7 separate regions of the Mus musculus genome follow, and regions 2, 3, 4, 5, 6 and 7 are each linked to region 1. Evidence: chromatin contacts called from public HiChIP or PLAC-seq and promoter capture Hi-C data. All regions are on one chromosome and are shown on one strand. The core of a region is the stretch at or near the end of the contact, and the rest is flanking DNA. Distances in the headings are between cores, read along the strand shown.

Region 1 (3,941 bases), core at 986-3,485:
CAACTGGTTGTCTGCACGCTCATCTCTTCTTGGTTTTGGCAGAGAGTCTCCTGCTTCTCCAGGCCTGCCAGAAATGATTCTAAGGGATCAAAGCACAGTCTAAAAAAACCGCCAGGATAGTCTTCTCCATGTACATACTCAAAACCCAGACAGCAAGCCACAGTCATTCCCACTGGGGAACATGTACATCATTCTACAGGCCAGCCATTGAACCTGTGGACCACAGTCCTGTTTCGGCGCATCACCACGACAGGTATCTTCCAAGGATCTAGTGGACAGGCAAAGACTTGGATAACACAGGCAAGCCACCCATGGCCCGTATAGGGAGGCAGAGACTGAAAACCTAAGGGGAGGAAGCTCCACACAGAAGACGAGGCATGGTCCAACCACCAGACAGGAAGTGCAGGTCTCGAGCTAGTGACCTCGGGTGAAAAATCAGAGCTCTGCTACAAATGCCACTCTGGCTCAACCAGGAAGATTTCTTAGCACGTTTTCTCCTGCTCTTTCTAAAGATTTTTGATTTTGAAGAAAATTTTCAACACAAGGTTCCTGGGACCCAGAACTAAACGAAAAAGCAAGAAGAGAGATGATGAGACCAGTAGGTGTTTTCCTGGAGGAAACTCTAAAATAAACTCCTCAGAGGTCAGACCTCCCTGGTGGACAGCTCATGAAGATAGAGGGACGGGTGGAAGGAAGCTAGGAAGCACCTTCTTCTCTTCCTCCATTCAGCTGATTTTTCCAGCGAATGGCAGGACACATGAGGGGACTAAGGCAGATTTGGTATCTAGGAAGACTCCAGCCCACCAAGGTGCATTGCCCTGACAGTTCCTTCTCATTCCAGGACATGTGCATTCGCATTTCCCTTTGGATTTTACACAGAGAGGCAGATATCCAGCCTGAAGTAGGGTTGTCAAAAGGGGCCTCCCTCCTGGTATCCAAGACAGAGTGGGCGGGGACCTGTCGCCAGTCAGGCAAGCAGTCATTGTAATAGACTGGAAAGAAGACGTCTGTTGAATATTAAACTGACTTAGGCATGCCCTGGACGATACAATACAATCCATAAAATGCCCCCACGACTGCAGGTCATTTACTGCAGGTCCAGTCACCAGAGGACAAGACCCAAAGATGGACAGTGCTGTGGGATTCTGACTGTGCTGTGTCCTGAGTTACTAACACCATGGCGTCCTGAAAACGCACCTGTTGTCTGTTCTCAGTCCAAAGCATCAACTTCTCTAGGGGCTGCAAATGACCCAACCCTTTGGACTCCAAAATCTTAAAAGGCCATTTCTCAGAGTCTCTGAAGCAACATGTGGGTTCCAGTGCAAAAGTTCCATCGGAAGACATTTCCCAGGGGTCTTTCTTCTTCCCTTCGAATGAACCCTAAGCTCCACCATTTCCGCTCCCCACACCTCCTGGTGTCTAAAGACTACAGAACGGAAAGCACTAACCTGTCTCCAAGGCTCCCCCCGCCGCTGGAGGAAACCACCTGGTACAGAAGTTTGAGGTTGCAGGGATTCCCCTCTTCAGAGGCAGGTGACAGGTGGCATCCTCAGTGACTCTTCCAGTGCCTGGCGGAGCCTCCCAGGCTGGAGCAGGGAACTGAGTCCCCTGAGGAAGAGGAGTCGAAGGAGGAGGAGGGGGAGAGGGAGGACCTACCTGGGGAAGATGGCACACCCCCCACCCCCTGCCTGCTACCCTAGGGAGGAGGGGAGGAGCCTCTCCCAGCCAGGAGTTGTCTCCTCCCCTTTGGGGGAATCCCCCTCCCCCCCCAAACTGGATCTTTCAGGGGCTGAGGGCTCTTTCTGTCAGTTGGAGATCTGAGTGGAGGGGCTCTGCCCCGGTCCACTGTCTAGGTGCACGGAAGTTGAGGGGCGAGGTCTTCTACTCTCCAGCAAACTGGAACCAATTCCTGGCGGTTCCCTGGAGGGTCCTGGCTTGTGCGTATCAGGACGCCTCTCCGCGGTGAGTCCCGGGTGGGATGCGGGGTGCCTACTCCACAGGCATGGCTCCCTTTCTCTCTGCCTCAAAAGTCCCAAACTGTCTGGAGTGCGCTGAGGCGTGAGGGAGGTCTCACTCCGGGTCCTTCAGGTCTCACTACCCTTCCCGACTTCTGGGGGTCTCCGCTGGAGCCACCGTGGGAGGGACAGCCGCGTGCCCTGCGGCGATCTCTTCTGGCTGTCCGGGGAGTAGGGAGGGTCCTCCCTCCCAAGGGAGAGGGAGCAGGTCCCGGCACAGGGTGTCCCGAGGGTGGGGTCCTCGCACTCCGGCTCCCGCCCGCCTGGCCGGCCGGCCTGGACAGCAGGGTCCCGGAGGCCGCGGTCCGGGCTCCCGTCACCCGCTGCCGGGCGGCAGCGCCTCCCGGGTCACGTCCCCCGTCCGCCGCGCTTCCCGGAGCGTGGGGCTCCCCGCGCTGCCACCTCTGAGGCTCCGACCGGTCGGGGCAGCCAGGAGCCGGCAGGCGGACGGAGCGCGTCGGGGCTCGGCTCGGGCTCGGCTCAGCTCCGCTGCAGGCCCCGGCTCCTCCCCGGCCTCGGCGCCGCGCTCCGCGCCCCTCCCCCTCCCGCCGCCGCGGCCGCCGCCTCCCGGCGCGGGTTAAGGAGGAGCGCGGAGCCCCGCAGCCCACGGGTCGCCGACCCTCCGTCCCGGGCACTGGCGATGCCAGCGTCCACGCTAAGGGCCACACACACCTCTCATTGTGCTGTGGTCTACGCCTAAGACAAGTATTCCCAGTTTTCTCAGAAACGCATTTGATGGCTCCTCTCTTTCTCTTCCAGACAGCTTATAAAGGGTTATAGGGCCGGGCGTGAAGTTAAAGTTTACTCTTATCCTGGAGGTCAGTGAAAGATTGGATCGAGGATGTATAAAAAGATAAATGAGTCTGTTATAGAGAAATGAGCATCGGGAAATGGGGTCTTGTGTTAGTTTCGGCTCTGCAAACTTGTGCAAGGCCCTAGTTTCTGGAAGCATAGCCTGTGAAGAAGGGACTATGATACTCTGGCCTGCCTACTAATATGGATGTCGCAGTCACCAAAGGAAATGATTTACGAGTTGCTTTTTAAAATGGTCTAGTACACAAAGGGTTCAAAGCATGATTATTCATTTCCCTTATAAAATGTCATTTTTTTTTACCTTTGTGCTAAAGTCAAGTGACATTTCTATAGACTATGTTATCCTGAGTGCCACAGGGAGATAGAATGGGCTCTCAGCACATCCCTCTACTTCTTACAGAATAATCTCCATCCTGGGACAGGAAATAGAACCAGGTTAGCCCATCTCTTACCTCCCCAGTCATGCTATTCCAGTACAAACTCTTAGGTATATCACCCTCTGGCTTACTTTTCTCCAATTGTGTTCTATTATAAAATGATAAGACAAAAGAAATTGTTCACTTGATATTTGAATTGCTCAAAAAGATGACAGTTTGATGACTCCCTGTAGAAAGAGATGTCATTTGTCTTCTGGCTAAATATATGCCTACTGCCATTTACTTACATTCTTGTACATATAACCACATTACACATACAACGTCTGCATTAAGGCTTCACACTCTCCGTGTGTTATCACACTTGATTCTTACTGGCAATTCCATGCAGCAGTATCAGGCCTTTAGAGTGTAACTACAGCTTGAAGATATTGTTTGTGTCTGAGTTCATGTAATTCGCACCATTATGCAATTCGTAGTGTTACTTTGTGTCAGGTGTTGAACCCAAATGGCCTTAGAGCCAGGGTCTAAACCTCTAGTACATTGTTGGCTTAAACTGGGAAAACATGTCATTCTCAAATTGCCAGTCAGTGAGCCCCCTAACAAAGCCTCTTCCCTCCCCACACTTCCAGTATCCATGTGAAAAGATTCATTTCCTCCAGCCTAGTGGCACCCACTTGTGAGTATCTTGAGTTCAAGGGCAGCTAGAGGAGGATCTTGATTTCAAGGGCAGCTAAAC
Region 2 (3,941 bases), core at 369-2,868, 1.9 Mb before region 1:
AGCTGGGATGAGGCCTAGCTTTGCTGCTCCAACTTTTTTGTTTTGGTTTGTTTTTCGAGACAGGGTTTCTCTGTGTAGCCCTGGCTGTCCTGGAACTCACTCTGTAGCCCAGGCTGGCCTCGAACTCAGCAATCCACCTGCCTCTGCCTCCCAAGTGCTGGGATTAAAGGTATATGCCACCACTGCTAGGCCCCAAAGATGACACATCACATGGCATTTAGGGATTCTGTGAAGCATAGGGATTAGGGAAATGCATCCAGCCAAGTCCTCTTCAACCATCATTGCTACCGGTCCTCAACCATCATTGCTTTCGGGGAGCCCAGAGTTGCTTCCTCTTACAAAGGCAGCCCAATTCCTAGCTGACAATCAAAGCCCATTTTCCTGAGAGTTAACCCCTCCCCAACCCCATCCACAGGAGCAATATGATTAGTGATCTGGCAGAGCTGGCCAAACTGCGGGACCTGCCCAAACTTCGAGCCCTGGTGCTGCTGGACAACCCATGTGCGGATGAGACCGACTACCGCCAGGAGGCCCTGGTGCAGATGGCGCACCTTGAGCGCCTGGACAAAGAATTCTATGAGGATGATGACCGGGCAGAGGCCGAGGAGATCCGTCAGAGGCTGAAGGAGGAACAGGATCAAGATCTCGATCCGGACCAGGACATGGAACCGTACTTGCCACCAGTTTAGTGGCTCTTCCAGCCTGCAGGGACAGTAAAGGTGATGCCAGGAAGACAGCCCCAGGAGGTCAAAGGCTGGGCACACGGGACGAGAGGCCAGAGTTAGGGGCTGGAGATAGCTTAGATATGAAGGAAAGATGAGAGGGGCCCAGAAAGTGATAAGACACGCAGGAGACCACAGTAGAGAGAAGAACTAATTGGGGGTGGGGGTGGGGTGAAGACCGCTGTATAGCTGGTAGAGACGACTGGTGGGAAGGAGCTCAGGAGGGAAAGAGGTGGCCGGTGGTGCGTGGAGGATGTAGCTGGGCCAGGGAAAAGATCCTGCACTCAAAATCTGAAGCTAAAAATAACAGGACACCAGGGTGGGGAGGCGAAAGGAGGGCAGAGTGAGGCAGAGACTGAGAGGCCTGGGGCACACGATTGATTTATTTCTCTTCTCTCTTTCCAGGAAGCCATGGACACTGGCCCCAAGAACTGATAAGACTCCAGTGGGGGACCACCACATTCATAGCCCCGTCACAGGAAGTGGGAGATGCTCCTTTTTGTCCCAGACTGGAAATCCATCACATCCCAAGGCTCCTTGGCAGTCATCTGTCTGTGTGGCTTGTTCTGTGGGCCTGAACTCCTAAGCACAGGTCGGGGGTAAAACTAGGATGCTAGTAGGTGTTGTCTATAGAGAGGCGCTGAGGAAGTGAGCTGTGATGGGCCAGTTGAGGTTTCAAATAAAAAGGCATTTTTTTATATTTTTGTGTGTGACCGAGTTCCTGAACCCCTGTGGGTGGGCTTTTCCACCCGTCTGGGTTAGTACCTGCCGCAGTACTGGAATGAGGCGACGCCTGTTTCCCTCGAGTTGGCTGGACATGGGTTATGAGCATCCGTGTGCTTAAGGGGTTGCCAGCCTGGTCCTGGATCGCCCCAGCCCTTCCCCCACCCGTTCCGTTCCCCACCACCACCCGCGCTCGTACATGCGTCTCCGCCTGCAGCTCTTGACTCATCGGGGCCCCCGGGTCACATGCGCCCTCCCGGCTCTATAGGCGCCGCCCCCTGCCCACCCCCCGCCCGCGCTGGGAGCCGCAGCCACCGCCACTCCTGCTCTCTCTGCGCCGCCGCCGTCACCACCGCCACTGCCACCGCCACCGCCGCCAACGCCACCGACTGAGTCTGCAGTCCTCGAGGTGAGGCCCGTATCGGGCCGCATCCCCTTACTCGCTCCTTGCCGCCTCCACTCCCCGTTGTCCTGGGCTTAGCGACCCGGGCGGGTGACGCTGCATACCTGACTGTCACCTGCCTTCCCTGGCACCCTCCATCTCTGGCCTTCCCGGACAGCTCCCGGCTTTCTGGCTGTCACCTCCTCCTGGTTTAGGTACCAGCTTTCTGCATCCGCTTCTCTAACTGCACGGTTCCACCCTCGCCTGCCCCTCTCCCCGCGCCGGTATTCGTCTAGGGTCCTGCCGATTTGTTTCCTAAGTTCGATGTCTCCACAGGAGATGGTTGTTATCCTGGCACGTCCTTTTTTTCTTTTGCGTTTGCGAAGATACCCTCTCACCCTTCCTTGACTGCCTCAGACTTGCTCTAGACTCGTCCTTTGGTCCCTCCTTCTCTTCCCCTCTCTCTGACATTTCATTTTCTCCGATGTTTGGGGGAGGGATAGGAGGAGTGGGGAATTTGTCCGGGGGTAGAAAAGCGATGGGTCTACCTCATCATTCCCCACCGTAGCCTCTAGGGACTGGAGGCCTGGTCCCAGGACGCTGTCCCCAGACTCCTCTTGAAATGAGGAACTCGTGTTTGGGAGAGAGGTGACGACCCCGGAGTGTTTTCTAGACCTTGTGTATATGGGCTGTCAAGTTGGGGATCCACCTGCCCAGACAACCCCTCTTCTTTCTGTTCCAAGATCCAAGGGAAAAAATGCCAGTCTGGCAGCCATCCCGCCTGGGGAAGTCTAGGGGAACCCCACTGGTCGGTGAAGCTGCTGAGGGGCGAAGAAATCGCTGCTTGCCCCTCCCCTCATCACTGCGGTGTTCTCCCATCTTGTCATGAGATGTACTCCGCCCCTACTGCAGTGACCTCCCCTTCCTCACTGCATTGACCTTCTCCTCTCTCCACGGGGAAGGGAGAACCCCTTCTACAGTGCCTGATTGCAGCCCGCTCCTCCCCACCCCCTACCCACTGCAGTAACCTCTTTGCCAGCCCTCCCAGCCTCTGGCCCCTCCCACTGGCCTCAGGCTCCACCCTTCTAAGCCTCTTATCTTTCTCCTTCCTCCACTTCCACCCAAGGAGATCCCAGCCATCATGTCTATAGAGAAGATTTGGGCCCGAGAGATCTTGGACTCCCGTGGGAATCCCACCGTGGAGGTGGATCTCTATACTGCCAAAGGTGATGGGCAGAGCATGGACTGTCCTTAGCTCCTACTTCCCCCTATGCTGGGTCAAATCCAGGGGCTGTGGGGTGCTAGGCCAGGTTCCCAAGGCTGGATTGTGGAGTCTGATCTTCCTTGGCTCGTGGATTCAGGCTCGGTGAGTCTATGTTCTAGTTCAGCGTGAGAAAGGCCCTGCCAGTGTGAGCACAGGAGCACGCATGCTCTGCCTAGCATAGCCCTGTTTCTGAGGCCTCCCACTTGTGCTTATGAGGCCTCAGTTGGGCGGACAAGGTGGCCCGGCTCGTGCAGATGGCACGGTGTCTGTGAGAGTGCATGTATCTGTGTGTAGTGTCAGGGAACCTTGTGGATGTGGCAGGCAAGAGTTTAGACTAGAAGGCTCAGAGAATCCTAGGCCCCAAAGGGTCCTCCCTCCTTCCTCACGGCATGTCTTCTTCCAGGTCTTTTCCGGGCTGCAGTCCCCAGTGGAGCCTCCACCGGCATCTATGAGGCCCTGGAACTAAGGGATGGGGACAAACAGCGTTACTTAGGCAAAGGTGATGAACTGCTCTCCTCTCCTAACATGCCCCAGTCCCCTGTCCCTCCTCACTCTCCACCCCCTCCTCCTGGCTTGACCAGCCCCCTTTTCCTTTCTCTAGGTGTCCTGAAGGCAGTGGACCACATCAACAGCAGGATTGCACCAGCCCTCATCAGCTCAGTGAGGCCCGCTCTTTTGGGGGTGGGGGGTGGGGGTGGTGGCTGCTACGACAGAATCCTAGGAGAAATCTTGGATCCAGGGATGGACAAGGGGAGGCAAAACAAACAAACAAGCAAGCAAAAACCAACAACCCACAATCCCCCCAAACCCCACCCCCCATTCCTTTTTTTTTTTTTCAGAGCTGAGGACG
Region 3 (3,941 bases), core at 1,078-3,577, 1.9 Mb before region 1:
ACTGAGACCTAATCTCTTCTTTTCAGTTTATGCATCTCTTTAGTTTCCAGTTAACGGAGGAAGACCTTCTGTGGAGATGTAAGGCAATACTGCCACTTTCTGTACTATGCTTCCTTCTTAGGGTCGACTGGTGTCAGGTTCTACCGTTTTTCTCCTCATTTCCCACAGTCACAGCACAGCTTTCCCACAGTCCATGCAGCTAAGGATAACCTTAAACCCCTGATCCCCTTGCCTCTACCTCGAGTGCTAGGATTACAGGCATGTGCCACACCTGGTTTAAGCAATGCTTGAGAATAAAACCAGGGCTTGTGCATGTTAGGCAAGTACATATCAACTGAACTACAGATCCGTCCCACCCCATCCCGAAATACCTTCTTTCAGTACCCAGTAACCCTGACCAAGGAGAGACACAGGCTGCCGCCGTGCAGACAGTGATAGGAGTCAGACCTGAGCCCGCTGGGTGATCAGCTGCGAGGCATTGAACTTGGCCACCACACTCTTGAGCACCTCATTAACAATGGACGGCAGCACTCGCTCCTCATAGTCCAGCCCTAGACGCTGGTACATGCTGGGGAGCTCCTGGGCATTGGGTCGGGACAGCACACGCAGGGAGATGTTCACCATCTGCAGGTCTGAGGGAAGAGGTCAGCAGTGGCCGCCGGGTAAGGCCAAATTCCCCCTTTTCCAGCGCTTTCTCCTAGGAGTGCTTCCCACCATGCCTAGTGTTACTGTACAGCCTAGCACTCCAGCAGGAAGATAGTCATGTCAACACAGAGCATGTGAACAACATGGATGGGCGAGGCAGACCCTTGTTTACTGTGGAATCTTTTCTATGGACCTTCCACCAGTACAGCTATTTTTTTTTTTTTTTAATAAATTGCTACTCCTCCTCCAAAGTGGATTCCACCAAGCAGCATAATCTTGGGTTTCCCCCTTGCCATTAGGGCCTTGAGAACCAGAACTGTGTTTTATTTCCAAGGCCTATGGCTTAGCAAACGCATAAACCACACACACCACAAACAGCAACAGAGAAGCACACTTCTGTGGGCTACTTGCCTCGGTGTGTACATGGGAATGAGGCCCAGGCTTGGGGAATCTCAAAGGCAGGCCTTCTAACTATGGTCTACAGGGCAACAGCTAGTGAAGAGTGGGGGCACTTTCTCCAGAGCAAGGTGTACTGTGGATGTAATCAACAAATCAACAGAAAAAAAAAAAGGCCTTAAAAACAGACTTGGACCTAGGCAGCCAGGAAGAAAGGCAACTCTTATCCCTTTTATGCTAGGCAGAAGGTAACGTTAAAACGTGCATGCATGCCAAGTACTGGAATGCACCGTTTTTTGAACCGTGAGGCATGGCTCTTTTGCAGACGTAGAAACCAAGACCTCAGAAACACAACCAATTCTGGCAGCCTGGCCAGGCTCATTTTACATTTGTTTCCCCACGTGCCCTGAGGCTCCCAGTTGCCCACGTTTACCTTTGGAGCCTGTGGGGGAGGAGATTTTTCGAGGTCTGGCCCGAATGTCATAGATGATGGGGTACTGGAACCAGGGGATCCTGGAGAGGAGAGGTCATGGACAGGAGTTGGGAAACTGCAGTTTTATTGATTTTGATGGTTCCCCTCACCACTCGTCCTTGGGCCTGTTCCTCCCCACGACCACAAGGACTCTTCCCAGTCGAGAACAGCCCTTTATGCATTGCTGGAGTTTCAGGCAGCCACTGTCCTCAAGAGCAGGCGTGAGGAAGGGGTAAAGCAGCTCCGAATTGTTAAGTCTGGCTGCAGCCGTCAAGGGTGAAGGGTCAGGGCCTGTTCGCTCTGCCCGCCATTACCTGAAGTGAAGGCCTTCGGCCAGGATCGTGTCCTGCTGCACGCCACCAATACGATTAAAAAAGATGGCTCTATGACCGCCTTCCACTGCGGAGAGAGGGGTGGGAGTCAGGGCAGGCTACTGGCCCGAGTGCTGGTCAGCGTAGGTGGGACGGGGACACCTGGGGGATAGCAGGACCGTGGGTCTGGGGACCGCAACGTCCGGCCAGCGGAAGGAGGCTGCTCACCGGTGAACACGGATTCGCGGACGCCGTAGGCCACCGCCCCGGCCCCCAGCAGCAGCTTCAGCGCCGTGCCCATGCCCCGAGGCCCGGCGGGCAGGCGTCCAGCTAAGTCCTTCAAGTTCTGGGCCATGTCTGATCCTCCCGAAGGCGGCGGCGGCGGCACCAGCGGTCAGGAGGGGGTGCCCGCCAGCCTCTGCCCCGCTCCAGCTTACAGACCTCGCCTTGCACACGAGGATCGGCGGCCTTAGAGCTCGCGGGAGAAAGGGCACCGGAAGTGCGCCTCCCTCCGGACCCGCCCCCCTCCGCCCGGGCGGCCCTGAACTCCGCGCACAGGAATGGCGCATCCGGAAGTCCCGCCTCTTGGTGGGGGGGAATGGTGTGCCCTCCCGGAGAGGCTTCCGTACGGGCATCGCCATTTTCGAGCGCCCTCTTTCAAAATGGCAGCTCGAAGGAAGTTGGCCGTGAGGACGGACGTGAAGTTCTAACTTAAGGACTTCGGTGCAACTTCCGGTCTGCCTACAAGATGTCTGCGGCCAGTGGTGGCTTCCAACCTCGTGAGCGGCGATTTTCAGTGCAGGAGCAGGACTGGGAGACTACGCCGCCTAAGAAGCTCCGGCTTGGGGCAGGAAGCAAGTGCGGAGGCCGGAGGCTCATTGTGGTGCTGGAAGGGGCCAGTCTGGAGACAGTCAAGGTAGTTTTGAACAGTGAGTGCGGAGGTAGGGAATTGATGGATCAGATTGTGTGGGAACCAGGGCCGCAGAGTGCATGGAAAAGCGGAGCCTTGAAATTTGCTCTGGAAGAATGACCTAGTTTTCCAGGCTGTTGATATCCTGGGGGTAGTCCTTTTGCTCTGGACTTTCATTTCAGCCCTCGCCTTGCTTTTAGTTGACTTATCACGGAGTCTGTGATGTATAATGCAAAATGAGGGAAGCATTGTCTATTGAGGGTTCCCACGTTTCCAAAGGCCAGTGACTTCCCCAGCCTTTTACTACCAAGGACTTGATGCTTTATTTTGTTAAATGGGGCTTGACTGGCAGCTTGTTCTGTATTTACCTATTCTGAAGTATGTCTGGATCAGATTATTTAAAAAGCCTTTGTCTTTGCTTTTTTACCCTCCCCCTTAAATATTTACTTTACCTTTATTTATGCATGCAAGTCTGCATGTGGCCATGAGCCACCTCATGAAGGTGCTAGGAACCTAACTTGAGTCTTATACAAGAAAGTTTGTGCCATCTCTCCAGCCCCCTCCTTCCTTCCTTCTTTCTTTCTTTTTTTCTTTTTGTTTTTTTGAGACAGGGTTACTCTGTATAGCCCTGGCTGTCCTGGAACTCACTTTAGACCACGATGGCCTCAAACTCAGAAATCTGCCTGCCTCTGCCTCCCGAGTGCTGGGATTAAAGGCGTGCGCCACCACCGCCCGGCTCCTTCCTTCTTTTGTATGTCTTGCCTTTCAGAGCTAAACTTGTTCAATGTGTAGGCCCAGAAGTTCCCTCCCAAACTCCTGCTCCCCTCTGTTTCTGTCTCTGTCTCTCTCTCTCACACACACACACACACACACACATTCTCTTGCTGGGTGGTGGTTTTAGGCAGTCTTGGGATGCAGTCCAGGTTGGCTTGGAACTCTCCACCTTCAGCCTCCTAAATATTAGAATATTTATAGGTGAATTTCACCATGCCAGGTCTGCCCTGGGCTTAAATTTGGTCCTTAGCCCCTTCCTAGTGACTGTGAGAAAACAAGATTGTTTTTCCTTTGTAAAGTGGTTGTGTACCTTACTAACTAAACCACACAGGATCTGGATTGACAGTCCTTTAAGAGGAGTGCGTTTCCCAGTAACCCGAGGTGAGAGTCTTCCCGTCTATCCTCCATGGACACCAAATAGAAAAGTGGTTTT
Region 4 (3,941 bases), core at 427-2,926, 1.8 Mb before region 1:
TATTTATTTATTTATTTATTTATTTATTTATTTATTTATTTATTATATGTAAGTACGCTCCAGAAGAGGGTGTCAGATCTCATCACAGATGATTGTGAGCCACCATGTGGTTGCTGGAATTTGAACTCAGGACCTTCAGAAGAGTAGTCAGTGCTCTTACCTGCTGAGCCATCTCTCCAGTCCTCCCCCCCCCCTTTTTAAAAATAGGGTCTCAAACCATTAGCCCAGGCTCAAACTCACAGTTCTCTTGCCTTAGTCCCAGGGCACTGAGCCGCAAAGGCATAAGTCACCACACCCAATTTATCTCAAACTTCCTACAGTTAACCCTCTACTTACGCCTCTCTCAGGTTAAAGTTATGCAGCCTTCCCCAAAAGTTCCAAGGACTTAAAAACCTACTGAATCGAGTCTCTGATCACTGATCTTGACCTAAGAATTCTTACCGGACTTTACAGCGATCCAATGCTAAGCACGGCTGTCTTCATCTCATAAGAGAATTAGATGCGGAGCAGTTAAATGGCTTGCCTGGGGGGTCTTACCGTTTGTGAGTAGCGACAAGAGTGGTTGCTACTCACAAACGGTAAAGAGTGGGACTCCTTTAACTTCAAAGTCCACACTTTTTCCATCATACCACGTTACCTCATGTATTAAAAAACCTCGAAGAGTGCGGTTTTTAAAAGACTATAAAATATATATATAATATATAACACAGCTTGTTGCGACATAAATTCAGGTACATCACATCCTTTGAACCATATGAATAATAGTCCCTTGGAACAAGCATGGAGTTTTTAAGGTTGTTAATAGTGCTGTTTCCCAAGCCCAGTGTAAGAATGTATTCCAGAGTAAATGACAGGTGGGCGGCTAAGGGGGAAAGCAATATGGTACAAGAAAATACTAGAAAGTGGACAGAAAAGAGATGAAAGTACACTATACGTTGGCAATACACAAAATAGACCGAGAAGACATAGTATGAAATAATCGGGCAGAGGAGGCCCGTAGGGCTAAAATATCTTAAGTTCGAGGGCCTATGCCTCTCGTAAGGAGAGCGCATGATGGGAGCTGTTAATAACAAATAAGTAGTACTCATGGCCACAGTCGAACTCTTGAGAGCCACAGACAGACATAGGTCGCAAGGGCACAGTCCGGCATATCGATGACAAGGCGGGAGGTGACTGAGGAGCCAAAGGGCACAGTATGGGCCAAAGAAAATGGGAAGAGGTTCAGAGGGTACGGGCCCCCAGACTTGAGACCAGACTTGTCTTCCCTTCGATAGCTGGCTGGTGTGCTTGATGACCCGCACCCCCAAGCCCTCCTGGGTCCCAGGTTCGGGGCAGACAGACAGGTCCTGTCCCCAGACCCCATTCTGCCCATTTCCTTGGGACTCCACGAGGGGGCAGAGGCAGGCAGGAGGGTCCTTACCCAGGAAGATGGAGAAGATGAGCCGCAGCGCCTGTTCCGACGCGCCCAGAGACGTCGCCAACTTGTTAAGGCTCAGATCCTCGACACCCGGCCACAGCCCCCGCATCTGCTCCAGCGTCTCTCCCATGTCCCCGTCCGCTGTAGACGCCATCTTAACTGCGGGCGCCCCCCGGGGACCCCCAGCTCCGCGCCCCGAATGTGGGCAGAACGCGGTGGCTTCACCCCCAATTCCGGCCGGGGGCCCGCCCACGGCGTGCGCATTGGCTGCGGGCCCGCCCAGAGCCTCTAGACCCACCCGATTATTGGTCGAGCCAGCCGGGGGCGGGGCCGAGCGCAGCAAGGTAGGAAGAGGGCGGGGCCGAGCGTTTGTAAGGCAAAGGTGACTCCCGTGAGGAAGGGAAACGGGCCGGGCCGGCGGGGCGGGGCGGGGCTTGCGATCGCGACCCAGCTGCTATTGGAGCAGGCGGGAGCGCGAGGCGAGGTGACAGTACAACTCGGTCCGGACGGCTCCGGGCAGGAGTGGGTCGGACGGGTGTCCGGCCGGCTTGCTCGCTGCCTTCCCATTGGTTGAGACAGGAGCAGGCGAGAGTCGGGGCGGGGGGGGGGCGGGGGGGGGCGGGGGCGTCACCAGACCGCGAGGTTACTCTCGGTCGCCGGCGCTGGGGTTACTGGGGCATGTAACGGAGCGGAGCGAATGTCTGCTGTCACCCCACGAGCGCCCCCTAACGGTGTCTCCTCGGGGGCGGGGGAGGGGGGGAGAGCGAGGGTCCTGCATTCCCAGCCCTTTCCTGAAGGCTCTGGGGGAGCCCAGGGGCCCAAGAACACCCTTTAATGCTACGTAGCTCTTCCCGATGCAGGTCCTTTTCGGTTGTTCAAGTACTGGGACTCGAACCGGTGCCGCGTGCACGCTCTCCTGCCGGAGCTACAACCCTAGTCCTTATGCAGAGTTCCCTTTCTATAGTAAAACGGACCTTCTCTCCGGAGGCAATGAAATTAGGATCTGCCTATTTATATTAAAAAGAGCCTACTTAACACTTGCCGCTTTAATTAACAGTTAGGCTAGTTTTGTCACGGCTTAAGTAATGTATGTTCCTGATGAAAGTTCAAGCACTAGAGGCATGAAGCAAAATAGGAGCCCTTTCCTCCTATGCAGTGTCACTTCCCACTGATTGACCCCAGGGAAAGTGACAGTGTATGGGGTGTGTAACAAAGGGGTTCACAAGTTCTTGTCCTAAAAAGTTCAGCTATGGCTTACACTTCCATGGCATTTTATACTTTTTTCCAGCCCCCCCCCCCCCTTTTTTTTTTTACTGGGAAATTGAACGTAGGCTTTACGTGTGCTAAGGAAGCATTGGACCACTGAGCTATGTCTCCTGCCTTTTCATATGTCCTTTTATTTATACTTAAAGGCATTTTTTTTTACATTTATTTGTGTATATATTGGGGTATGTTGGAGGAAGGGCTAGTTTTTGCCACAGAACACACATGAAGGCCAGAAGACAACTTTCAGGAGACTGCTCTGTCTTTTGCCATGTGGATTTTGACGATTGAACTCAGTGCTGGCAAGTGCTGTAACGCGCTGAGCTATCTCTCTGGCTCGCAATTATTTTAATTAATTAAATTTTAATTTAAAATGCTTTATTTTTAATAATAGGGTTGTGCCTCTGTGGGTGGTGTGTAGATGAAGATTTCCTATCCCCGGTGTCTGGGTGTTACAGGAAATTGTGAATGGTGTGATATGGGTGCTGGGAATTGAATGCAGGCCCTCTGCAAGAGCAATATTCTCTCTTAACCACAGAGCCAGCCTGCCAGCACTGCCATTCTTTTTAAATATGAACTGCTTTACTCTTCCTGAAAAGTGCAGACTACAACCTTCCTGGATTAAGATTTTCTAATCTAGGCATAACCTAGACCAGTGGCTCTCAGCCTAATGCTGCAACCCTTTAATATACTTCCTCATGCTGTAGTGATCCTCCAACCCTAAAATTATATTTGTTACTACTTCATAACTGTAATTTTGCTACTGTTATGAATCATCATGCAAATATTTTTTGGAGATAGAGGGTTGCTAGAGAGGTTGAGAGCCACAGGTTGAGAACCACTGGCCTGCACAGAGAGCCAAATGTATCCCTTTCTGATGTCATCCCCTTCTTCATGTGAGACTGAAGATCTTAGACAATCACTTGACTGATGTGAATATTCATCACCAGGTAGTTTTTTTTTTTTTTTTCTTTTTTTTTTGGTTTTTCGAGACAGGGTTTCTCTGTGTAGCCCTGGCTGTCCTGGAACTCACTTTGTAGACCAGGCTGGCCTCGAACTCAGAAATCCACCTGCCTCTGCCTCCCAAGTGCTGGGATTAAAGGCGTGCACCACCACCGCCCGGCAAGGTAGTTCTGTTTAAAGGTGTGGTACTGGGCACAGCAGTGGGATGGCGCAGCAGGTTGCGGGGGGCCGGGGGGCGGTGCTTGCTGTAAATGCCTGGCTGACTCTGGACTTTGATTGCTGGGACTCAAGATAGGAA
Region 5 (3,941 bases), core at 983-3,482, 1.7 Mb before region 1:
GCATCCACTTCTGTGTTTGCTAGGCCCCGGCATAGTCTCACAAGAGACAGCTACATCTTGGTCCTTTCGATAAAATCTTGCTAGTGTATGCAATGGTGTCAGCGTTTGGAAGCTGATTATGGGGTGGATCCCTGGATATGGCAGTCTCTACATGGTCCATCCTTTCGTCTCAGCTCCAAACTTTGTCTCTGTAACTCCTTCCACCAATTCTTGTTTTAAAAGCCGCACTCAACTCAGCCTCCTGATAGACCCAGCTGAACATGATAGTACAAATGGTACCCAGAGGTCTCCTCACTGGCCAGCATCACCTAGTGTCTTCCCTGCTTTGTCTCACAGATTCCTTACTTTGTCCAAAGCAGACGACGTTCTCCTTGCTAGCTTTGCCGTGGGATGCACCCCTCCCTCAACGCTGCAGACTTGTTGAGTCCCCTTTGTTGGGGAAGTGTGGAGTTTTCTCGTTATTTTCTTAGTCTCCTGGCTGTTGCCTGAGCCTCATAGTGCGAGGAAGAGCATAGGCTCTGCTTGAATCCTGCCTTTTATTTTTACTGGATGTAGAAAGATGAGGCTAAGAAAGAAACCCTTTGAAGGGTACATACAGGGGTGACCAAGGTCCTTGTCTTCCCTGAAGGACATGTGACACCTTTCATATGTTTCTTTTCTTCTTGTTTTGGATGCAGTAGGTTACCATTCAGGGAAACTGAGGCATGGCTGTTTCTCAAGGCCTTATGGTTAGCTGTGTCCTAACTCCAATACATAGTGAAATCTACTGGAACAAACACCCCCATGCCTGCCCCTTTTCCTCATGAATCTCACTGAAGGCCTCAAAAGTCCATGGATACCCCCTCTATGGCACCAGCGACCCAAGGCCAACATTTCTACAGAGCTGTACAGTGATGGGGTGCAGGCATATTGTCCAGAGTATTCAGAGCACAAACTTCCAGTTTTGTTTCCCCTCCCTCCCACTCTGACGCCTACCTTAACATAGTCATAGAAGCAGCCTTCAGAAGGCTCCACGTCAAACTGCCAGAAGACCAGCTTCACCCTGTACCCCATGGGGACAGTGATCACAGTGGTTGTCTCCAAGTCACTGGGGTAAGGCTTGGGATACAGAGGGGAGGTCACCTCTCCATAGAGCTTCTGAGGGAGGTAAATGGAGCCTTCCACCCCATAGAACAGGGTCACCAGGAGGGCAAAGAGCCACCTGTCAAAGAGAGAGGCGAGTGTTTGTGGGGCTGGAGGATCAAGGGTGTTGTGTAGCACCCTTGCTATTTGAACTGCCTTAGGCAGGAATAGGATGACTAAACTGCCTGGTTCTTCCCCCATGCCCATTGTAGACTTCATAGTGGTTCTGTGATTGGGGGCATCAGCAGCCTCTGCATCTGCTGCAGCTGAGTTTCTCGTAGGTCAGTGCCCAGTCCAGGGGTCACTGGACTCTATCACACTCCCCACCCCCAGCCTCTGAACTGCCTTCTCTGCCCTTCTCTTTTGCCTCCTTTTCTTCCTGGAGTAGAAGCTATCTGAGGGTGAAGTTTTCCAGTGATGGCTCTGCAAAGTTTCCCAAGGCTTCAGCAAAGACCCCTGGGAGAAACCCTTCATCATGTCTGAGAAACACAGGTGGGGTCTGAGAAACACACGTGTGTGTGTGGGGGGGGGAGAGAAACACACGTGGGGTCTGAGAAACACACGTGTGTGGGGGGGGAGAGAGAAACACATGTGGGGTCTGAGAAATACACGTGGGGGGGTTCTCTCCTCTCTCAGAGAGTTCCCTCCCCTCACTGTTACCCTGCTATGAACCCAGAGTCAAGAAAGGAGAGGCTAGCTCAGCTCATGTCTAAGGGTCTGGACCCTGGGAGGAGGGCTGAGGAGTGACCCTGAGAAGTATGTGCTCTGGAGCTGGCAGTATGGGAAGAAGGATATTGTATTCCTCTTCTTATTCCCCTTCCATTTTCTTTCCGTATTCTTTTTTTTTTTTCTTTAAAGTAATATGGGCGCATGTTTGCTTCCTATGCCCAACTCCTCTTTCCTCCCTTGATACCCATCAGTCTTACTCACATGTCTCAAGGCCAGTTTGTTTTGGGTCCTCAGCTCTCCTGACAGAGTCTTCAGGCACTGTAAGTTGAAGGAGGGAGTAGGCATACAGGGGAGGGAAGGATTGTGGCAGTGGAGGGGGTGACCATTCCCGGAGGAATGTTTCAGGGAATGAAGCATTTGCATAAACAGCAAAAAAAATCTGAGTTCCCAGTTTAGTTTTGGTTTTGAAATCCTCGTTGCTTGCTGGTGCCATCTGGTGGTCCATTTGGGGAATGGCTGAGGCGATGGGATCTGAAGTTTTAGGGACCTGGAAACATTTGGTTTGGAGGGCCAGACTCTGGGGTCTCTAAATCGGATTAACATTTTCTGGGAGACTTTCCTGGGGCTGCTAGTTGCCCTTTATTCCAGGATCCTCGCCACAGGCATCGTAGATTGTGGAGGCACTTAAAGGCTCTGCTTTCCTATTGGCCCCTTTTTTGCAATTCTTATTCACCTGGAAGCCAAGGAGCTGGGGTTTCAATGCACAGGGTGAGGTGAAGAAGAACTGGGTTGAGGAGGGCACCGAGGTGTACAGGTGTGGATATGAGTGTGATGGAGTTGCAAGATCACAGGACACTAAAGCAAGGCTATGCTTTGAGCTCCCGCCTCCATCCTTGAACTCTGGCTTCCCAGTGAACTTAGATCTTGTTGAAGATAGGGCAGCTGCAGAGTGGAAGAAACATCTTTTCCTGGACATATGGTCAGCTCGAGTCTTCAGGGATACAACTACTTAGCGCTTCAAGCAAAGGGTGTGGCCGCAGAGGGAGAGTGACTCTTTCTTCTTAGAAGGGAAACCAGGTACCCGGGACAGCTGTGCTGTCCACAAGGACATGGTGTCCTGTTTAAAAAATTTGTTCCTGTCTCCACCAAAAAATTTATGGCACTTTGTTTTGTGGAGGCTTGGACTACAGAGCAGGCATGCCAGTTCCTGTAAGGTGTTCCTGATTAGAGAAAATGTTCCTCCCCTACTCGCTCTTCTCTCCCGACTTGTCCACGTATGGGATAATTCGTATTAGGGGTCAGCCTGTGAACTTAAAGGATCCACAACGATGGAGGCAGTCTCCCCTTGACAGTGACCTTGGCATGAGGCCGGAGAGCAGGCACACACAAGATGTGAAACGCACGGAGGTTTGGAAGATTTTCCCAGCACTGGGGCAGAAGCCTGAATGAAGGTAGTGGCTAGGAGAGAGGGAGGGGTGGGGAGGGCTTCCAAGATTTTATCAGGGTAAGATAAGGTCGGGAAAGACCAATGATGAGGGATAGGAAATGGACTAGATCAGAAGACAGAAGGAAGAGGAAATCTTGCCTAGTGAATTGCATGTTGGTATCCTAAGAAGTAGGTGTGTGTGTGTGTGTGTGTGTGTGTGTGTGTGTGTGTGTGTATGTGCATGGCTTGTTCATAACTGTGGCAGAAGGATCAGATGGAAGGGTGTGGTCCAAGAAAGCAAGTCAATTGAAAAATCTCATCTACATTGCTTCTAGGGATTCTGAGTTCTGTTCTGATGTCATGTGACTTGACCAAAAAAATATGCCAAACCTGGACCTTACCACCTCAGGTCCTGCCCCATTTCCATTTTGTTTAAACATACAAATAAAGTTTAGATCTGCATCTAGAGATAAAAATATTACATAGATATAGACAAATATATGTCTTTTGCTTTGTCTGTAAGAAAATATATAATTTTTATCAAAATAAAAAGTTCAATAAGAATGACATATGCTTACTACTTAAAATTTAGTCAGTAGAAAATAAGAGAAAATAATCAGTCAAAATCGCTCCACCCAAAATAACTTCTGCTTAGTATTCTTGGAATACTGTTACTTTTAACCTATTTTTAAAAATAATTTACTTATTTGTACTTTATGTTCAT
Region 6 (3,941 bases), core at 1,050-3,549, 1.7 Mb before region 1:
TAACTGTCAATAATAAATATTGGTTTGTAAAAGAATTGCTAATGGGAGAATGAGTGAGGGGAACTGTGGGTTGTGAAGGTCTCACAGCTGGAGCCAGCACCAACCCTCTATGCTGGAAGTTTAAAGGAAAATTAGACAAATATTAAAAACTGCATAGTAGAATAAGCATATCATTTGTACATATGGAGGTAAATACCATTGCAGATAGCTACTCTGTAAATGATTGCCCTTGGGGTAGGTTGAGCTATTGTTTTTCATTACAATCTCTGGAGGACTCTTTGTTGATGTTGTTTGTTTGTTTTTTGCTTTGTTTTGTTTTGGTTTGGTTTTTTGGTTTTGCCCTGGCTGTCCTGGAACTCACTCTGTAGTTTCTGCCTTGAACTCAGAAATCTGCCTGCCTCTGCCTCCCAAGTGCTGGAATTAAAGGTGTGTGCCACCACTGCCTGGCTGGGGTTTTTTTTTTTTTTTTTAATTCCTCTTCCTTCCCCACCTTCCTCCATAAAAGGAATTGGATCTAGGGTCTTGGCACATATTTTACTAATGAGCTGTATTCCTAGCCCTTTAGAATTTTTTAAAAAAGTCTTTAAATAAGATTTATAACCTAAGCACTCAGAAGGTTGAGGCAGGAGAACTGTGAGTTCAAAGGTAGCCTGGGTAACTTACTTTTTGTTGAGACAATGTAGCTCAAGCTGGCTGTGAACTTGTTTTGTATAGTTCAGGCTGGCTCTTCCTGACTTAACCTTTTAAGTTTTGGGATAACATGTCTCACTGACCACATCTGGCTAAGATTCTGATTTTTAAAAATTATATGCATATCTTACTTTGATATAAATAAAATTTAACTCAAAAGATAACATACTATGATTTAAAAGAACTCTTATTTTGAATAATGCCCTTGCTGTGATTTTGTGGCCTCTCATCCCAGGTGAACTTGATCGGTCTTCACTTGTTCTTCTGAGGGTGAACATTTGTCATTAATTACATCCAGTTTCCTAACTCAGTAGAGAAAGCACTCAACAAGGTCTAGCTAGGGAGGGTGAGATCCCGGGCCTTTGACAAGATTGTAGAGCAACAATATTTATGTGTCTCTTTGTAAGCTCTCAAAACTCAGGCTCTGCCCCGCAGCCGCCTTCTCTCAGAGCTTGGTGGGTCCCTGCGGATGCCTTGGTGGAACCCTTGGTGAGTTGCCAGGGACGGGTGGGAGGCTGTATACTGAGTGATCAGGCTGTAGCTAGGCCCTAGATCCTCTGACTTGGACACCTTATCTCTTCTCTAGATGGGTGGTTCAGAGCAGAGCTATCACCCACTGCCCATGGGAGGCTCCCTCCCCAGAGCCCCTGCAGCTCTCCACCCCCTTGTCCAGCTCACTGTGACAGAGTCGCCTTCACAGTCTGGGGATGGCTCCAGATCAAAGTCCTGGAAGGTCAGCCTCACAGCAAACCCCTCTGGAGCCTCGATGTCAGTGTGGCTCTCCTGGCCTTTGAGATATGGCTCTGGGTATCCAGGGGATGTCAGTTGCTGTGGTGACTGCTGGGCCAAAAGCACAGAGGCCTGTGTGGGGCAAGTATGGAGGATTCCCCAAAGGAGCCACCAGCACCTGTGAGTGAGCAGGGAAGACAAGGTGAGGTTATACAGCTCTACCAGAGGCTGTGTGTGTATGTTCTGTTGTGGCCAGAGATGATAAAGGCTCCGGAGGCTTAGGGACTAGCAGTTGTGTCCGTGGCCCCAGAGTGTTGGGCACTTCTGGATACCACTTTCCTGAACCGAGTCTGTGTAGGTTCCTATCTGGATTCCTCTGTAGCCCGATCTCCAAGACTGCGGGGTTTCTATCCTATGAAGACATTATTATGGCTCCTTTTCCTTTGTGAGTCTAACCCAGATGGCTTCCTGCCTCAGCCTTTCCTAACCCCCTCCTGGAGTACAAGTTAGGGTCATTTAAATAATTCCTGGCTCAGAGCACTGAACAGGCAAATTCAGTTAGTTCCCTCTGGGTCATCTGTCTACCCTCCGCCCCTCCCTGCCCCCCCACCCGGCCGTGTGTGTGTGTGTGTGTGTGTGTGTGTGTGTGTGTGTGTGTGTGTGTGTGTGTGTGTATACTTATGTAACCCCATGTCCTGCCTTCCTCCCTTCCTTTCTCCCAGCCCCTTTCTTTCTCCAGGGCCCTCTATGGTGCAAACTCACATCTTGCTCATGCAGCTTGTGGTGGGAGAACTCCATAGGCTGTTCTCCAGCTCTGGGACCAGGCCTCTGAACCCTGACATCTGGAACTGGCTAGAGTGCTTGGCTCAGGCCAGGGAGTAGGAGGTGGGGCTAGAGGAGGCCCTTTAGGGAGAAGGCAGAAGTTACTGGAAATGAGTTGAGACTCTGGGTGCAGGTCTGCCACCTGCTGACAGACTCAGGAATAGCTCTCACCATAATTGAAAGGAAAGACCTTTAAAACACGTGAGAGAGCAGAGTATGTGCACATGTACACATATGTACACATGACCTTTGGCTCTTTGCTTTTTTTTAGGGGGATGGGAGCTGAGATAGTCTTGCAAAACCTGGACTGGGCCTCCAGCTTGCTATTAGTGGAGGCTCTGCCTCCTCTCTAGCATTAGAATTACACCACACCTAGATCTTGGTTGTATTTTTGAAACAGGGTCTCACTTTGTAGCCCAGGCTGTCCTAGAACTCACTCTGCAGACTAGACTGGGCTCCAAATCATGCCAATCCTGCCGCCTTAGCCTCCAGAGGGCTGGGATCACAAGGACTTGCATACCCAGTTCTTCTGGAATATTATTAACTATATGTTTGTATCGTGGCTTGTGTGACACTTCTTATGACTCTACTGCTGCCTTTAATGAACTAATCTCTCCTCCCCCCTCATTTACCCCAGCAGTCTGCCTCTTGGAGAACTTGAAGTGTGTGACTCAAGAACCCCCGAGTCTTTCTTTCCTCTCCTTCTTGGTCAAGAACCAGTGAGTTCGGGCTGGAGAGATGGCTCAGCGGTTAAGAGCACTGACTGCTCTTCCGGAGGTCCTGAGTTCAAATCCCAGCAACCAGATGGTGGCTCACAACCATCCTTAATGAAATCTGACGCCCTCTTCTGGTGTGTCTAAAGACAGCTACAGTGTACTTACATATAATAGTAAATACATTTTTGGGCCGGAGCGAGCAGAGGTCTTGAGTTCAATTCCCATCGACCTCATGATGGCTCACAACCATCTGTGCACTCATATACATAAAATAAATAATAAATCTTTTTTTAAAAAAAGAAGGGGTGAGTTCATGCATTTTGTCATTTTGAGTCCCTACCACAACATCTGGAGGCTCCTCATATAGCAGGCTGTGGTCCATCCCCAGGAATCTCTGAATCCCTCGGGACTCACCTCAGCTGTCAACCCAAGCTGTAAGGTTAATCATATCAGGAGTCACAGCGTGAGTGAGAGGATTTTTCCCTGCACCCCCTGCCAAGGGAAGACACACACCCGTGGCTTGGTGAGCGTGGGAGGGTTAAGGATGCAGAGGTGAGCATGGGGGTGGTTAGGGAGCACAGGCAGAGGTGAGTGTGGGAGGGTTAGGGAGCACTGCAGAGGTGAGCATGGGGAGGTTAAGGATGCAGAGGTGAGCATGGGGGTGGTTAGGGAGCACTGCAGAGGTGAGTGTGAGAGGGTTAGGGAGCACTGCAGAGGTGAGCATGGGGAGGTTAGGGAGCATAGGCAGAGGTGAGTGTGGGAGGGTTAGGGAACACATGACGAGGTGAGTGTGTTAGGGAACACGTGCAGACATGGCTTGTCTAGTTCTTAGGAGGCAGGTGTGCAGAAGGATTTGCATTCTAGACTCACACACCAATCTGAGAAGAGCGAGTTGCTTCTTCCGTCTTGCATGTGGTCGTGTGGTTTCATTACACACAAAGTATGGTTTGAATGAGGATGGTTCCCGATAGTGGAAGAGACTGT
Region 7 (3,941 bases), core at 616-3,115, 1.6 Mb before region 1:
ACCCAGCTAACCAGGGCTTTAGTAGGGCTGGTTCCTTGCTGCAGTAAGAGATGCAGCTTCATGGGTCACACGGCCCCTAATGGAGGAGCTAGAGAAATTACCCAAGGAGCTAAAGGGAACTGCAACCCTATAGGTGGAACAACAATATGAACTAACCAGTACCCAGGAGCTCTTGTCTTTAGCTGCATATGTATCAAAAGATGGCCTAGTCGGCCATCACTGCAAAGAGAGGCCCATTGGACTTGCAAACTTTATATGCCCCAGTACAGGGGAACGCCAGGGCCAAAAAGGGGGAGTGGGTGGGTAGGGGATTGGGGAGTGGGTATGGGGGACCTTTGGGATAGCATTGAAAATGTAAATGAGGAAAATACCTAATAAAAAAAATTGAAAAAAAAAAGTCTAAAGCCTAAAACCCCAAGAAATTCCAAGATTATAAGGCCTTGAATACATTTTTAAAATAAATTATTTAGAATATATATATATATATATATATAAAGAGATGCAGCCCCACTCTGCCCCGCTGCAGTGATGGGCTCTGGTCTGCTGTGTGTAGCCCTGGAGCGACTGAGACTTAACAAAGTCATTCCTGGCTTCAGCTTTTTCTGTGGAATGACCTTAGAGCTGTCTGTCATTCAGAACTTGAGCTTTCTGAGTGTCAGTCTTGGCCTCCGAGTCATTTCGGTCAGGTTTGGGAACCCCGAGGGACGGGCTTCCACTGGAGGCTGCTGTGGCAGGCAGTGTGTGGAGCAGCTGTGAGTTCTGGCTTTATTCTTAGACTGAGAGGAAGGGGAGGGAGGGGGCATTCAGAGGTGTGAGTTGGGAGTGAGGACCGCCACAGGAGACAGGAGCCACAGTACTAAAGGCCTGGACTCTAGGCCTTCACAGCTCTTCCCCTGCCCCCTTACCATTGGCTGAATATGGTTCTTAAACGGGTGTTCTTGGTCTTCTGGGGCATGTTTGGGGAGGCAGAGGAAATGACCATCAGTGAGGGATGAGTTCAAGGGAAGGCTGAAGATTTTATACTCTTTGATTTGGGACCCAGGGTTTCCCTCTCAGTTCCGAGTCCTGGATACCATCAGCCCTCAGCCAAGGCACATCCTAACGGCTTGGAGGATATTGAAATCATTGTGTACCATGTCTGCAGCTGCCCACTTGCCTCCCAAACTGACCAATGATGTGGGGCAGCTCGATCACAGTTTAAGGTGGGGAAATCAGGGACTGTAAGCAGTAAGAAAAGACGATCTCAGATGCAGATGAACTGCCCTTCCAGGAGCGTGTGTGGAAAGGGCTGCCGGGAGTCCTTCCTCTTCCTCACCTAGGGCTCTTGTCATAGGTTTTTTTTTTTGTTGTTGTTGTTGTTTTTTTTTTTTTTTGTCTGTCTATCTGTCCGTTAGGTTTTTCTGGCCCTCCGCTGTCGCCCACAGGGCCCTGAGTTGGAACTGAAATGCTAGAATTTCCTACTCGAGGTTTTGCCTCCAGGTTTCCAGAAAGCACGCAGCAGGGACTAGCTAATGGAATGGGCTGTGGAAAGAGGTTAATGCAGAATTGGGGGTGGGTGACGTGGATACTGCCTCTCTTGGCCACCCCCAAGGCTCTTGACGTCTCTGTCTCACCCTACCTCCTGCCTTTCGGCTAGGTCTTCTGATATCCTTCGTATCTTCTACCCACTCCATGGCTTTCCTGCTTCCTCTCTAGCCCCCGCAGTTCCTCTGCTCCCCCAAACTGCAGCCAGGGGAAAAAGCCCTAACACATTCTCCCGCCCCTGCTCCCCAGTCGCATTGGTTCCCTACCCCCCCTTGCAGCACCTGGTGCCCTCAGTCTTCTAATTGGCCAGCGGCCCCATCAATCCTTGCCTGGCTGTGCTGACGTCATCCTGCAGTAGCGGGGATGGGGTGGGAGTGAGAGAGAGATAGAGAGAGCAAGCGAGAGTGAGGACGCTGGGCTGGAGACTGAAGAGAGAAGCTACTGCAAGTCCCCCATCTCAGCCACCCAGCGGGTCTGAACACATCTGCTATATGGACTAGAGTGGTCGGCAGGCTCCTTTCCGATCTTGTCCCCCTGCCCTTCCCTCGTAGTCTCTGCATTTCTCCCCCAAGGTGGCATTAGCAGGCTTGAGGCTCCCAGGGGATAGGAACGCCTGGCCTGGCGTGCTTAGCACCGCACCATGACCCTCCTGCTGGTGTCCCTTTTGCTGGCCTCTCTGCTTCAAATCAGCTCTGGCAACAAAGGTGAGATAGACGGGGATGGGAGCCTCTGAACTGGGGCGTCAGGCTGAGCAATATGGGGGTAAGGAGGGAAGGGGATGTTCAGGCTCTCTGGTGTCCGAGACAGGTGTCCTTTCCTTTCTCACCACCCCCTTTCCATCCTTTTTTCAGACTGGCTCTCACTTCCAAGGGCCAGCTCCTCCTCGCTGGTCCATCTCTACATGTGCTTGCCTAACATCCTGCTTGTATATCTGTTCCCACCTGGGGTCTCTCTGCCCCCTCCCCCAACCCTTCCATGCTGGTAGATACCTCCTGTCTCAAAGGGACTTGCTCCCCGAGGGTGACATTCCCTCAGGTTCCGTTTCACTGGGTGTTCATGCATACTAAGGGTGTGTGGCAGATCCATCTGGCTGTCTTCATCCCTTCCTGGGGAGAAACTGTGTACCGCAGCTCAGTAATTCCGAGCACGTATGTATTTTCGTGTCTCTCTGCATCCATACCCTTCTGCCTGCATCCGCTGGGTTGTGGGTTACCACAGCTGCCCTCTCTGGCAGAGAGCAGATAAATTCAACTGGGTGAGACTGTCAGAGGGAAGGGGAGGTTGGGGCCAGGGGCCGAGGGTTCAGGTAGGTAGAGGGGACAGAGAAAGTCTGAAAAGGGAAGAAAAGGGTGTGTGTGGAGGGGTGCTCCAGGAAGGAGGTGAGAAGGGAATCTGAGGAGGGAAGGGGAGGTGAGGAGTGGGAATAAGAAGTGGATCAGAAAGGAGGAAGGTAGAGGCAGAAGGAGGAAAGGAGAGAAGTGGGGGAGGAGGAAATCAAGGAAGAGCCAGGAAGCAAAGAAGGGATGAAGAACGGATATAGGGCAGCAGGTAGACATAAGACAGGGGTAGGAAGGAGGGCTCATTTGGTAAGGGCATAAAGACAGGGTTGTAGGGTGCCTGGCTCGGCCCTTGGTACCCTCTGCTCTTCTGTCTGCTGTCTCCCATGTCTGGCTGGAGCTCCTACCTCAGGGTGGTCCTCCTGGCTCTCAGGCTTCTTCTCACTTCCTGCTCGGCCTCCCATACACCATCTCGAGGCCTTCATTAAGGGAGAGGGTTACGGTGGTCATCCCCACGAAATGGAGAGGCCTGCAGATACCAGGATGTTGGTTGGGCTGTGGTTATGGGAATGGACAGAAATCAAAATTTCTTGCTCATCATGAGACACTGGGGTGAGAGCCCTCTGGTGACTCAGTTTCTCTCTGATGATCTATCCTCCCCTCTCCATGTCTGCCTTTGGGAACATGGATGGGGGGCATAGTGGAGTTAGGTGGAGCAAGTGGTGGAGGTTGGTTCTAGGGATGTATGTTTTCCCTATGACATCTCGAGAGCTTGAAGGAAGTTGATCCTGGGGAAGAGACCCTCCTTGAGAGGAGTCTGGTAGGAGACAGTGTGATGTGGAATAGGCAAAATTAGGGTTCAGACAGGTCTGTGGGGGAGCACGGGGTGTGGAGATCCCGAGAGGACCTAGAATGTACCGGTTATGATTGTATTCTCTTGGGTGTGGGGATGGGAAGGGAGGGATTTGCTGTGTTTCTAGGCCAGCTCCATAATCCCTTAGGATGGGTCCAGGCACAGCGCTGATTTCTATCTTCTATCCCTTCCCCTCTGCCCCCTCCTGCTGTCCTATATAATTGCCTTCTTTCCTTTCTCCTTTTCTGGGAGAGCGGTCTGAAGTCTGGGCCCGATCTGGAGAAGTA

What was found. Promoter capture Hi-C pulls out the DNA fragments that hold promoters and counts their contacts. HiChIP or PLAC-seq counts read pairs in DNA pulled down with a chosen protein or histone mark.
Region 2: a contact with region 1 is called in a promoter capture Hi-C map of maxillary cranial neural crest. The contact joins the promoter of Eno2 here to the promoter of Foxj2 in region 1. A contact is called at or near these places in 4 of 39 promoter capture datasets (the 3T3-L1 cell line, cranial neural crest, embryonic stem cells and 1 more), 3 of 115 datasets of contacts at active chromatin or transcription factors (astrocytes, large pre-B cells and pancreatic cancer cells) and 1 of 9 other capture datasets (embryonic stem cells).
Region 3: an H3K27ac HiChIP or PLAC-seq map of embryonic stem cells shows a contact between it and region 1, with 7 times the contacts expected there. The contact joins the promoter of Phb2 here to the promoter of Foxj2 in region 1. A contact is called at or near these places in 7 of 39 promoter capture datasets (the 3T3-L1 cell line, the HPC-7 cell line, cranial neural crest and 3 more), 1 of 484 Hi-C or Micro-C datasets (B cells), 12 of 115 datasets of contacts at active chromatin or transcription factors (the 230-238 cell line, astrocytes, embryonic forebrain and 5 more) and 2 of 9 other capture datasets (adipose tissue and embryonic stem cells).
Region 4: a contact with region 1 is called in an H3K27ac HiChIP or PLAC-seq map of acute myeloid leukemia, with 5 times the contacts expected there. The contact joins the promoter of Lpcat3 here to the promoter of Foxj2 in region 1. A contact is called at or near these places in 9 of 39 promoter capture datasets (the 3T3-L1 cell line, cranial neural crest, embryonic stem cells and 5 more) and 6 of 115 datasets of contacts at active chromatin or transcription factors (acute myeloid leukemia, astrocytes, epiblast stem cells and 3 more).
Region 5: an H3K4me3 HiChIP or PLAC-seq map of embryonic stem cells shows a contact between it and region 1, with 5 times the contacts expected there. The contact joins the promoter of C1ra here to the promoter of Foxj2 in region 1. A contact is called at or near these places in 4 of 39 promoter capture datasets (the 3T3-L1 cell line, hippocampal neurons, second pharyngeal arch cranial neural crest and 1 more), 5 of 115 datasets of contacts at active chromatin or transcription factors (astrocytes, embryonic stem cells, forebrain and 1 more) and 1 of 9 other capture datasets (adipose tissue).
Region 6: a promoter capture Hi-C map of embryonic stem cells shows a contact between it and region 1. The contact joins the promoter of C1rl here to the promoter of Foxj2 in region 1. A contact is called at or near these places in 10 of 39 promoter capture datasets (the 3T3-L1 cell line, cranial neural crest, embryonic stem cells and 5 more), 6 of 115 datasets of contacts at active chromatin or transcription factors (astrocytes, embryonic stem cells, forebrain and 2 more) and 1 of 9 other capture datasets (embryonic stem cells).
Region 7: a promoter capture Hi-C map of embryonic stem cells shows a contact between it and region 1. The contact joins the promoter of Clstn3 here to the promoter of Foxj2 in region 1. A contact is called at or near these places in 12 of 39 promoter capture datasets (cranial neural crest, embryonic stem cells, frontonasal cranial neural crest and 7 more), 12 of 115 datasets of contacts at active chromatin or transcription factors (astrocytes, embryonic forebrain, embryonic stem cells and 3 more) and 1 of 9 other capture datasets (embryonic stem cells).

What each region holds. Positions count from the first base shown.
Region 1 is chr6:122,818,478-122,822,418 of GRCm38.p6, reverse strand. It overlaps Foxj2 (forkhead box J2), which reads right to left and starts at 2,235. Exons shown (of 11, transcript NM_021899.3): 1 at 1,449-2,235.
Region 2 is chr6:124,767,350-124,771,290 of GRCm38.p6, reverse strand. Eno2 (enolase 2, gamma neuronal) reads left to right here and starts at 1,618. Exons shown (of 12, transcript NM_013509.3): 1 at 1,618-1,854; 2 at 2,954-3,053; 3 at 3,495-3,590; 4 at 3,693-3,751. The coding sequence starts at 2,969. It overlaps Lrrc23 (leucine rich repeat containing 23), which reads left to right. Exons shown (of 8, transcript NM_001302555.1): 7 at 416-719; 8 at 1,128-1,422. The coding sequence ends at 689.
Region 3 is chr6:124,710,675-124,714,615 of GRCm38.p6, reverse strand. It overlaps Phb2 (prohibitin 2), which reads right to left and starts at 2,327. Exons shown (of 10, transcript NM_007531.2): 1 at 2,053-2,327; 2 at 1,828-1,912; 3 at 1,475-1,554; 4 at 448-632. The coding sequence starts at 2,179. Emg1 (EMG1 N1-specific pseudouridine methyltransferase) reads left to right here and starts at 2,438. Exons shown (of 6, transcript NM_013536.2): 1 at 2,438-2,740. The coding sequence starts at 2,573.
Region 4 is chr6:124,660,839-124,664,779 of GRCm38.p6, reverse strand. Lpcat3 (lysophosphatidylcholine acyltransferase 3) reads right to left here and starts at 1,676. Exons shown (of 13, transcript NM_145130.2): 1 at 1,421-1,676. The coding sequence starts at 1,571.
Region 5 is chr6:124,510,912-124,514,852 of GRCm38.p6, reverse strand. C1ra (complement component 1, r subcomponent A) reads right to left here and starts at 2,232. Exons shown (of 11, transcript NM_023143.3): 1 at 2,053-2,232; 2 at 976-1,201. The coding sequence starts at 2,054.
Region 6 is chr6:124,491,471-124,495,411 of GRCm38.p6, reverse strand. It overlaps C1rl (complement component 1, r subcomponent-like), which reads right to left and starts at 2,299. Exons shown (of 6, transcript NM_181344.5): 1 at 2,182-2,299; 2 at 1,369-1,597. The coding sequence starts at 2,261. It overlaps Gm44096 (a long non-coding RNA gene), which reads left to right and starts at 1,010. Exons shown (of 3, transcript XR_003956364.1): 1 at 1,010-1,179; 2 at 1,277-1,621; 3 at 2,882-3,259.
Region 7 is chr6:124,462,708-124,466,648 of GRCm38.p6, reverse strand. It overlaps Clstn3 (calsyntenin 3), which reads left to right and starts at 1,865. Exons shown (of 18, transcript NM_153508.4): 1 at 1,865-2,228. The coding sequence starts at 2,165.